Linked DNA regions of Oryctolagus cuniculus: region 2 is linked to region 1. The links are chromatin contacts, called in public Hi-C maps. All regions are on one chromosome and are shown on one strand. The core of a region is the stretch at or near the end of the contact, and the rest is flanking DNA. Distances in the headings are between cores, read along the strand shown. Region 1 holds the start of TOMM7 (translocase of outer mitochondrial membrane 7). Region 2 has its middle 34 kb from the start of TOMM7.

Evidence for each region. A called contact is a pair of places that touch in the nucleus more often than the background predicts.
Region 2: a contact with region 1 is called in a Hi-C map of an unstated tissue, with 2.4 times the contacts expected there. The contact joins the enhancer-like site here to the promoter of TOMM7 in region 1. A contact is called at or near these places in 2 of 6 Hi-C or Micro-C datasets (ear pinna and an unstated tissue).

What each region holds. Positions count from the first base shown.
Region 1 is chr16:14,725,890-14,731,918 of mOryCun1.1, forward strand. TOMM7 (translocase of outer mitochondrial membrane 7) reads right to left here and starts at 3,044. Exons shown (of 3, transcript XM_051852809.1): 1 at 2,862-3,044; 2 at 1,555-1,603. The coding sequence starts at 2,964.
Region 2 is chr16:14,760,214-14,765,527 of mOryCun1.1, forward strand. No RefSeq gene overlaps it. Among named protein-coding and RNA genes, the nearest start is that of TOMM7, 34 kb to the left of the region's middle. Within about 2 kb of position 1,773, at least 1 of the 8 cell types and tissues checked has an H3K27ac peak or open chromatin away from gene starts, as enhancers often do.

The DNA.
Region 1 (6,029 bases), core at 1,794-4,293:
CTATCTGGTCCTCGTGGCAACCTTATAAAGGAGGCAGTACTATGCCCAACTTATCTAAGTAAGAGGCTGGCTCAGAAATAGGTTAATGGTGTCTCGGGACAAGGTATTAGATGATAACTTCCAGTGCCTGGAAAACAGTAGCAGTCTGACCTACAGTGTCATCTCTGACCACGTGTGCTAAGGTCAGGTTTCTCTAAGCAAATACGCAGTCCTGGAGCCCTCAGCTAGCAAGGGGCAGACCTAATACCTCAATCCTCATTTACAGCAAAGGACACTGATGCTCCAAAGACTACAGGCCAAGAAAAAACAGAGTGGGCTTGCTGGAAGCAGTTTTAGGGAGCCATTCCACAAGGGACTAAAGGAGAGAGAACAGTGAGGAGAGGAAGCAATGAAGACCACTTGTTGAAGAATTTTATCAGAGAAAACAGAATACCACAGAGGGGGTAAGCTGAGGGCACATATAGTGGTGCCCTTTGGGAAGAAAGGAGAAGCAGTGAGACAGAGGAGGTACAGGAAATTGCTAGCAGATGGCGCTGTGCTAAGCAAGAGGTAAGAGGACCTGGGAGAGGCAGGTGACTCAGTAGAAAGTGCAGGCTCTGGACAAAGACAGATCCCACCTCCTACCAACTATGTGGCCACTCTCAAGGACTTAATTAACCTCTCGTCTAATAGGAGAACTCCTAGGAGATGCCTAGGACAGGAGGTTGAGCGAGATAGCCACACGCCAGAGTGCAGTGGTCATGGTCATCACAGCACCACGAGCGTCAGTCCTTCCTCCAGAGCAAGCAGGCCCACCTGAGATTGTTTTCCTAAGAATACCTACACGTGTAGCTTTCACAGTACACACACATCTATGTGTTCACGTGTGTGTGTGTATGGAGTTTTCCACAGGTGCTTGTCTAACACTGGAAAGGTTATTTTTGAGCAAGCAATTTGATGGATAAATGTTCACATGCTTTGACTTATTAAGCGCATGAGAAATTATCATAAGGAAATAAAAAAATCCAAATGCATAAAAATGTTAATTATATGTTATATAAAATACTAGAAAATTGAAAAAAAAAAAAAAAAAACTAAGTAATCCGTAACTGGAAAATACATGGAATGTCAATTCTCATTTTATGAGATGAAAACAAAATCTTATTATGCACCTTTCTTAGAATGACATAAAAGATTGTATTCATCTCAATAATGATATGATGGGAATATAGGAAACTAAAAATGAATACACCCTTGAAAGTGGTAGGGTGCTAAATCAGTTCTGTTTCTTTTTAAAGATGCTTCACTATAGCTACAATAAGCTATACATAAGCACATATATATATACATGTATATATATACACACATACGATAAGCTATATATAAACACAAATTAGGAGGGGGAGAGAAATGAGCTCCCCGATAACTCTGCTGGGCCAGCCTTGCAGTTCCCCAGCAGCCCCAGTGCCTCCTGGCTACTGCAGCTCCATGTCAACGCCTCTGCTACTCTGTTTCCCGACGATTCTGACCCGTGTGCAAACATCTGCCCTGAAACATTCATTTCTGAGACAGTACCTCAAAACAGTTGGTTCAGGCATTCCGGGATCTGCACCCCTCTTAAAACCTAAGCAGGGGCGGGGACGGGAGAGAAAAGAGAAAAAAATACAAGTTAAAAATCCAGCAGACAAAAAACACGTACAAACAAGACATTCTTTTTTAGTCCACCCTAGGGCACCAAGGATATCCAAATCTACTTGCACTATCTAGATTTAAAAAAAAAAAATTATTTATTTATTTGAAAGGCAGAGCTATAGTAGCAGAGGCAAAGAGAGAGACAGACTTCCATACACTGATTCACTCTCCAGATGGCCACAAGGGCCATAGTAGGGCTGATCCAAAGCCAGGCACCAGGAGCTTCTTCCAGGTCTCCCACGTGGGTGCAGGGGCCAAAGGACTTGGGCCATCTTCTACTGCCTTCCCAGGCCACAGCAAGGAGCTGGATCAGAGGTGGAGCAGCCGGGATTCAAACTGGCGCCCATATGGGATGCCGGCACTGCAGGCGGCGGCTTTACCTGCGGCGCCACAGCGCCAGCCCCACTGTCTAGATTTACCTGCACTACAGAACAGCCTGCAGCCTTCAGTGAGGTGTGAAATCCCGTACTCCAAGGCCCAGCAGCCCTTAGGGTGCTCTTCCATGAACAGTCATTACCCAGAAATAAGCCATCACAGCTCGTGACTCACACTGAACCAGACTGTGGGTAAAATACAAAGACTAAACACCTAAAACACTGGCCAGAGCCCGTGCGAAGTCCGGCAGCACCGCACAGCGGTTAAGAGCACGGCCCTGATGCCCCACGGCCAGAGCCCGCAGCGCCCTCCCGCAGCACTGCTGCATGAACTTGGCCATGGGACCCCGGTTTGCTCACCTATAAAATGAGGCCCAGAAAAAACAAAGGTGGAGAAAGCAGAGGCCCCGCCACCAGGTGCCCGCATTCCCAGCGCAGGCCTCCCGGCACCCAGGGCCGCCTGCAGAGGTCAGGAGGAACGCCCTAAACGCACCTCGCGCCAAACGGTGTCCGAGGCGCTTTCACACGCATGGGGTCACCTAGCCCTCCCAACAATCCTGAAGAGGGGCCCTAACTCATTTCACAGATGCAAACAGATGAACAGGGAATATACGACTTGCTAAAGACCACCCAACTAGCCAGGGATAGAACGGGAACTCGAACTCGGGTTGGATCCGCGCCACCCGACAAGACCGCCTCAGATGACTGCATGACGGGGTCCCCCGGCTTCTCTCTTCCCAAGGCCAAAAATGGAGTCGCAGACTCGGCCCCCTCGCTTCCCAACAGTCCACCCCACCAGGCTCTTCTACCACTAACCCAGGTAAATCACGAAAGGGATAAAGCCCCAGCGAATGGCAAACTGGCCGCCCTTGAAGAGCTGCTGCAGCCTCTGCTTGGCTTCTTTGCTCAGCTTCACCATGGCGACGGCCGGCCGGCGCACAGCAGACACCACAGGAGCGACCGCTTCAGGAATCCGGGAGAAGGAGGTGCGCACGCGCCACGCACGGCCTTTACGGCAGGAGTCGTGAGCGTCGCCAGTAGAGGTCGTAAATTCATCACACTTAACTAGCCTGAGCCGCGGCGCCGCTGCCTGTGGAAGGCGCATGCGCAGCTGGTTCGCCGGGTTAGGGCGGAGGCTCTCCTCGTTCATCTTATCTAAGCGGCTGCTGGTTTATTGCGGCGCTACTGTTGGAGTTCAAAACTGCAACACCCCTTCCCACAGCCGTACCCGTTTTTTAAGGCCCATCTCCAACTGTTCTTTCCTTGACATAAAAGGAGACTTTAATTTAATTAAAATGGGCTGAGCTTTAGTCCTCGACTTTTGTTCTATGTGGGATACCTTGGGCGAGATATTTAACTTCTTTTCGAGATTGCGCTGCCTGAAGATTACGAACCAACGCCCAGTAGGGCCCATATCCATGCTTTCTTTGGTCCCCATAGTATTTTAAAGTTACTTGCTAACATTTTAAAATTTGGGAAACTTCACGTGAAATTCTGGACTTCTCTCATGAGTCAAGGCAGTGGAAACTGAGAGCCCTGCCCTCTGGCGCGCCAGTGTAGACCCGAGCAGTGGTTCTCAGCCCTGGCTGCTCTTTGAAACCTCCCTGGGAGACCGAAAGCCATGCTTCTGGTGGTTTTGGGAATGAGGTCTGGCCCTTGGCTTGCCTTTAAGATTCCTGTGTGAATTTTTTTTTTTTAAGATCTGTTATGTAATTGAAAGGTAGAGCTACAGAGAGGGAGAGACAGAGAAGTCTTCCATCCGCTGGTTCACCCCCCCAAACGGCTGCAATGGCCAGAGCTGGGCTGGTTGGAAGCCAAGAGCCAGGAGCTTCATCCAGGTCTCCCACATGGGTGCAGGGGCCCAAGCACTTGGGCCATCTTCTGCTTTTCCAGGCCCATGAGCAGGAAGTGATTTCAAAAGTGGAGCAGCCGGGACTCCAACCAGTGCCCAAATGGGATTTCCAGGGTTGCAGGCTGCTGCTTAATCTGATTGCCGCAACACTGACCCAGCTCCTGATAAAATAGCAACTGCCTGAGCTTTTGACCCCAGATCTGAGTGCAAGGGCTTTGACCATCAAACCTTCCCTGGTTCATTCCTCAAACTATACGGTCACATTTTCTGTGAAACCCTTAAGATGTCCAGTGGCCCCCAAAAGTTTGCCATTGCATGATATTAGTCTTGTGTTTGGCTCATCTTCAGAATAACAAAAACCAGTGTCTGTTATGCCTGATACAGTGTTAATGCTTTTAATGAAATAGTTCATTTTAACGATTATAAAAATTCATAGATTGCATTGCATCTCAGCTTATTGTACTATTTATTGCAAGGATTAAAATGTGTATGTTTAAATTAATAGTATATATATTGTATACATTATACATCATTTTACAGATAAGGAACCTGGCTCAGACACATGGAGTAACTGAACCACAATCACACAGTTGAAATGTGCTTTTTTTAAAAAAAATATTTATTTATTTATTTATTTTTAAAGTCAGAGTTACAGAGAGAGGGGGAGAGACAGAGATCTGTCACTTCTCAAATGACTGCAGCAGCCAGCGCTGAGCCAGGCTGAAGCCAGGAGCCAGGAGTTTCATCTCCCACATGGGTAGCAGGGGCCCAAACACTTGGGCCATCTTCAGCTGCTTTTCCCAGGCCATTAGCAGAGAGCTGGATCAGAAGTAGAGCAGCCAGACCCCCCAACCTGTGCCTATTTGGGATGCCAATGTCACAGGTGGCTTAACCCACTGCAGGACAACACCAGCCCCAAATTCTGCTCTCATGTAATCTGTTTGACCCTTGCTATTATCTGAACTCCTCCAGGACAGAAACAGTTTGTTGACAGAAACAGTTTGTTTCTTATCTCTTTATCCAAAGGGCCTGATATGTACAGAATGAGATAAATGTGGCATTTATCCTGTCATTTGAGCTAAATAATACCAAGGTCATTTGCCTCCCTCAAACAGATTTCTTTTAAAGAGGCACTACCCTTAAGACTTTCATGGTTGAGTGGAAAAGACAGGAGTACACAGAAAATTTCAAAGCAAAATGAATACATATACTAAGTCCCACAATAAGTTTAGGAGCAAAATATGATAGAAAGGCCAATGGAAGACACCAACATCACCTAGAGAGCAGAGAAACATTGGAAGAAGCCAATGGCAGGCACACTGGAGAGAGGGATTAAGTCTGAAAATTAGGAAGAGGGCCGGCGCCACGGCTCACTAGGCTAATCCTCCGCCTTGCAGCGCAGGCACACCGGGTTCTAGTCCCGGTCAGGGCGCTGGATTCTGTCCCGGTTGCCCCTCTTCCAGGCCAGCTCTCTGCTGTGGCCAGGGAGTGCAGTGGAGGATGGCCCAAGTGCTTGGGCCCTGCACCCCATGGGAGACCAGGAGAAGTACCTGGCTCCTGCCATCGGATCAGCGCGGTGCACCGGCCGCAGCGCGCTGGCCACGGCGGCCATTGGAGGGTGACCCAATGGCAAAGGAAGACCTTTCTCTCTGTCTCTCTCACTGTCCACTCTGCCTGTCAAAAAAAAAAAAAAAAAAAAAAAAAAAAGAAAAAAGAAAAGAAAAAAAAAGAAAATTAGGAAGAGGGTAGAGTCAGCAGGACTCATAGCCAAATTAAAGTGGAGGGCAAAGTTGGAAGCCATCGAGGATAACTGCCCAGTTTTGAGCTTGTGCACCTGCACTCATGGTCTCTCCACAAAGTCTCAATTATCTAGATTCACCTCTAGAGTGACTCCCAGACACAGGACTGGGAATAAGAACAGCACTGGAGTGGCCGCTGGTATATTAATGCTCCTGCAGCCTATTTCTTGTAGAAAGAACAAAAGTTGAGGATCTCCATTTTTTTTAAAGATTTATTTATTTATTTGAAAGTCAGAGTTACACAGAGAGAGGAGAGGCAGAGAGAGAGAGGTCTTCCATCTGATGGTTCACTCCCCAATTGGCCGCAATGGCCGGAGCTGCGCCAATCCGAAG
Region 2 (5,314 bases), core at 523-3,022, 33 kb after region 1:
CCCGGGAAAGCATTAGAAGATGGCCCAAGTCCTTGGGCCCCTGCACCCACATGGGAGACCTGGAGGAAGCTCCTGACTCCTGGCTTCAGATCGGTGCAGCTCCTAGCCGTTGTGGCCATATGGGGTATGAACCAGCGGATGGAAGACCTCTCTCTGTCTCTACCTCTCTCCGCAGTTTGAACATGGCATAAGCAGAGAACTTTCCAGAGTGGAAGGGGAGTGCTCATTTGCAGTCTGGGCTCCCTGAACTGAAGTGAGATGCTTTTCCCATCGTGCTCTCAATACTTTGAGGGAAGAAGCAGAACACAACAGGTGTTCAGATGACTAAATAGGAAGCTAGTGAAAGTGGAAGAAGATGCACTTGCTCTACAGCTGACTAGGAGCCTGGGCCAGCTCAGCTGACTGCCAGGCCAAAGCCAGGGCTAACATTTCTCAGAGGACAGCCAGGCTCAGAGGTTATACAGATCAACAGCCTGTGTGTGTGTGTGTGAGAGAGAGAGAGAGAGAGAGAAGCATATTTTTATTTTGTACTCATAAATATTGTGATTCCAAAATTCACCTTGTATTTCTCTACTGGAAAGTTCTGATTCCAGTATTTTGTTAAAACATTGTGATTGAGCACAATCTGGGATTACGCAACCCTCACCAGAAGGCCCCCTGGTGGAGATTATCCATACTGCAAGGAGCCAATTGCCTGGAGGAATCCTCCATAGTTGCATTGTCTGCATCCCCAGCAGGAAGGCTCCACACCAATCTGTTAGAGATAAAATCAATTACATTGATTATAGCTGGAGGATATTTTGGATATTGGGTTAATTTAATTGCATTTTTATTTTAAAAAATTTTTAAAAGATTTTATTATTTATTTGAAAGTCAGAGTTACACAGAGAGAGGAGAAGCAGAGAGAGAGAGAGAGAGAGAGAGAGAGACATCTTCCATCTGCTGGTTCACTCCCCAGTTGGCCTCAATGGCTGCAGCTGGGCCAATCCAAAGCCAGGAGCTTCTTCCTGGTCTCCCACACAGGTGCAGGGGCCCAAGGACTTGGGCCATCCTCTACTGCTTTCCCAGGCTATAGCAGAGAGCTGGATTGAAAGTGGAGCAGTGTCCATATGGGCTGTCAGCACTGCAGGTGACGGTTTTACCCACTATGCCACAGCACTGGCCCCTCCCCCTCTTTTTTTAAGATTTTATTTATTTATTTGAAAGTCAGAGTTACAGAAAGAGAAGAGGAGAGAGAGAGAGAGACAGAGAGAGAGACAGAGAGAGAGAGGTCTTCCTTCCACTGGTTCACTACCCAAATGGCTGAAATGGCTAGGACTGGGCCAGGCCAAAGCTGGGAGCCAAGAGTTGCTTCCAGGTTTCCCACGTGGGTTCAGGGGTCCAAGGACTTGGGCCATCCTCCACTACTTTCTCAGACCATCAGCAGGGGAGCTGGATCAGAAGTGGAGCAGCTGGGACTCAAATCAGTGCCCAAATGGGATGCCGACACTCTGGACGGTGGCTTAACCCACTGTGCTCCAGTGCTGGCTCGGCATAAGCCCTGGCCTCAGACACATCTCAGAGTAATCATGGAAATATGCAAATAAGCCTCCATCCAATAGAAAGATGTTGCCCTTCTGTTTATAGGGCCTTGAGGGAAAGAGGAGTAAAATTGGCACTGAAAATGCGAAATTTACCGACAAGCAGGGATTTTTTTTCAAGGGCTGAAGATGCAGGGGCAGGGAGCCAGTAGCACTTGGAAGACTTCACATAAATACGTCCACGCTCAAGCTGCTCATACTCTGGAGAGTTTAAGTTAAAGGCTTCAGAATGTTTCTATCGAACGCCCCTGGGCTCGTCCTACTCCGCAAACATTTGGGTATTTGTTAGAATCCCCTGGGACCAAAGGTTGTTGTACTCTCCATCTCATCAAAACAGTGAAGAAGCCACATGGAGAATGGCTCCGGTTCCTGGTCCAGTTGGTTTGGGGTGTGTGGTGTGGGGGGGAGGGGTAGTGTGTCTGTGTGCAGTGTGCATGTGTGCTATGTGTGCTATGTGATGTGGGGTGTGTGGTGTGGTGTGTGTGATTTGTGTGTGGGGGGGTGTGCTATGTGTGTGGTGTGTGTATGTTGTGGGGGGAAGGGGTGGGGTGTGTGTGTGGTATGTATGGTTTGAGGTGTGTGGTATGGGGTGAGGAGTAGTGTGTGTGTGCAGTGTGTGTGTGTGGCGTGATGTGGGGTGTGTGTGCTGTGTCTTCTGTGTGTGTGGTGTGGTGTGTGTGATTTGTGTGTGGATGGGTGTGTGTGTGCTATGTGTATGTCGGGGGGAGGGGTGGTGTCTGTGTCTGTGTAAATCTGTGATTTACAGATTCTCTATGGAAGGGGAGCATTTGGAGGAGTTAGCACCAAGAATATCCCCAGAATTTGTATGAAGTGCTCTATTAAAAACCCACCGTATGTCAAGCAAAATGTTCTGCAGAATTCTCATTATCGCCTAAGCAGATCGGGGTGAAGTCCCCTCCTGCAGTTTTCTTGCTTCTGAGAATGACTTTTGTCTTTCGATTCTTGCACAATCAGTGAGTTCTTCCCCTGGGTTTTGCATTTCTCTGAAGCAGCAGCTCCTAATGGATGAGGAGTGAGTGACAAACGTGCCCCCTCAGGGACATTTGGTGGTGTTTGGGGGGAGGAGATGCCACCGGCATACAGTGGCTCAAGGCCAGAGGTGCAGCACAGTGTCCCACAATGCAGGGGACAGAGGTGGAGCAGTGCTTAGAAAATGTTCTCCACGCCCACCTGCTCAGGTGCCACCGAGCAAGGACCTGCCAGGCTGTCCCCAGGTATGATTTCCCTGCACACAGAAAAATGCTCCATGCTATGAGGCCCCGGGGGAATCTATAGGCAGCTGAATCTTGTCATTTATAAGACGGTATTTCATTATCCACTCGGGCCGAGAGGTAGACAGATTTTCTTCTGGGCTCCTCGGGAAACCAGTTTTCACGTGGATAGTGCTCGTGGAACTGGTCTGTGACCACCGCGGTGAAGCCTGCCCCGGCCTGGGGAGTGACTCCCTGTGCGGGCCTCTGAGTGCAGGAACCTCGCAGCCACGGCTCTCATGGTATGCTCCTCCCTCCCAGAGAGCTGCACCCCTAGTGAGGGGCGCTCCCCTCCTCATCCGCAAAAGCCCGCAACCCCAGCGATTGGAAAGCAAACCTCATCCGCCACTGTGAGTGGAACAGTGTGTGACTTGGAGGCTCTGAGTCCAGGGGCCTTCACACTGGGGCAGTCCCATGGCCACAGAGATGCGGGCACCGCAGTGGAGCTGCAACCGGAGCGAGAGTCTTCAGGTGCACCAGAGGGAGGACTGGGCCAGGGTTCCCAGCACTGAGACCCATAGCTTACACTTGTTCATGTAAGGAAAGACCAGCGCATGCCCCCTGGCTACAAACATGATGGAGACCAGCACAGCGACAGCGTGACCAAGACCAAGTGCATCAGGTCCCTGAGGAGGTCCAGGGAGCACTGGGTGCCACTCACAGCCCCTCCCTCTGCTTCTGGAACATTCTCCTGGAGAGCTGGGTCAGGGTGAGGTCAAAGAACCAGAGGCCTGCAAGAGGGCAGGGTAGGAGGCCAACAGCCCTGGTCCGTATCAGGGGACTCGCTGGAGATCGCTGGCTCAGGCATGGACTCTGGGCATGAATGAGATTACTGAGTCCTGTTGCTCAGCTTCCTCGTCTGTGAAAGGGACCATCTCAGATGCTGTCTCTTTGGGGGATGCCATGAGCTAGCTCTGGACCCTGTGTGGGACCCTGCCTGGCCATCCGGGCGTGGCGGTCGCTGTCGGAATCTGTGGCATTGTGCTCCCCTCTGGCATTGCTGTCACCACCAGCAGCAGCACCAGAGCCCCTGGAACTTTGTTCTGGACGTTGTTACAGTAGGCCTCCTCTTCACTGCAGAAATGTCCAAGACAGAGTAAAATCAAGCATGACACAGCCGTGCAGCAGGGCAAGCCTCCACGTGCAAGACCAGCAGCGCATGTCAGCTTCCAGTCCTGGCTGCTCTGCTTCTGACCCAGCTCCCTGCTGATGCACCCGGGAAGGCAAGTGCTTCAGTCTTGCCCCCACTGGCACCTGCGAACCTTCTGGATACTCCCTGAGATCCAGTTCTGGCCTCACAGAGACCTCCTGACCGCCACTGTCCTAATCCAGGCATCTAGAGCTGAAGTCAAGAAATTGTTCGGAAAGGTGCAGCCGTGAAGACCCTGCCTGAGTTGACTGCATCCCACATCAAAGTGTCTGCGTTTGAGTTCTAGCTCTACTTTCAACTCCAGCTTCCTCCTAACGCACACCATGGGAGGCAGCAGGTGATGGCTCAAGTGGTGGGGTCTCGGACGCCCACCTTGGAGACTTGGGTTGAGGTCCTGGTTTCTTGTCCTCCTGGCCCAGACCTGGCTGTTGTAGGAATTCTGGGGGGAGTGAACCAGAAGAAGGAACATTCTCTCCCTGTCTCTGCCTCTCTGCCTTTCAAATAAGTAAAAAGTTATATAAACCAGACACCATCTGGAGATGATACACTGTGTGCTCCGACGTCTCCTTTGTCAAGCACCAGCCAGGCCTGCTGCCCTCGCCACCCTGCTAGGACCCCCACCTACGAGCTCTAACAGCTGCCCCATCTTCCCAAGTCTCTAGGGCTTGGTCCGCCAAGGACCTTGCTCGGCACTGGACTCTGATCCAGGCTCCCCTGTAAAACCCCCACACCCAGCCCTTCCTTAGGAAGCAGTGGTAACAAGGTATAAAATACTGGGTGGTACCGCTGGCATTCAAAGCAACCAGGGCTAATTATGTGCGGGAGAATGGTTTTCTAAATTGAGGATACAGAGTTACAATTGTTAGAGCTCAAAAACCCCAGTGATTTTAAGCAGTGTATCAAATGTTGCTGCAGCAAGTGTTCTGTAACTTTGTTTCCATCAGAAAGGAAATAAGTATTTACTGAGCCTTGTGCTTGGTGATGATGCTGAATCCCAAGGCAGGCCACAAGCCACTGCTCTTGGCAATGGACAGTCACCAGGGCCACCAACCTTTGGGGACCTGATGATGTTCACGCCCCACGCTCAGTCCCCAGGTCATTGGTGTAAAAGGTCTTGCTGGTGCTGGGTGTGTGGGGGAGGGGCTTCCAAAAGCATCCCTTTCACCATCATGTTGGGGTTCTCAGTGTCTCACGGCTCCCCTCACGCCCCACCCTCACCCTGCGACACCTGTGAGAGCACCCGAGCAATAGCCGCAGTGTTACAATGCTCACGATGACTGAGGCAACTGTGCACCTGCATTGTCTACAGACGG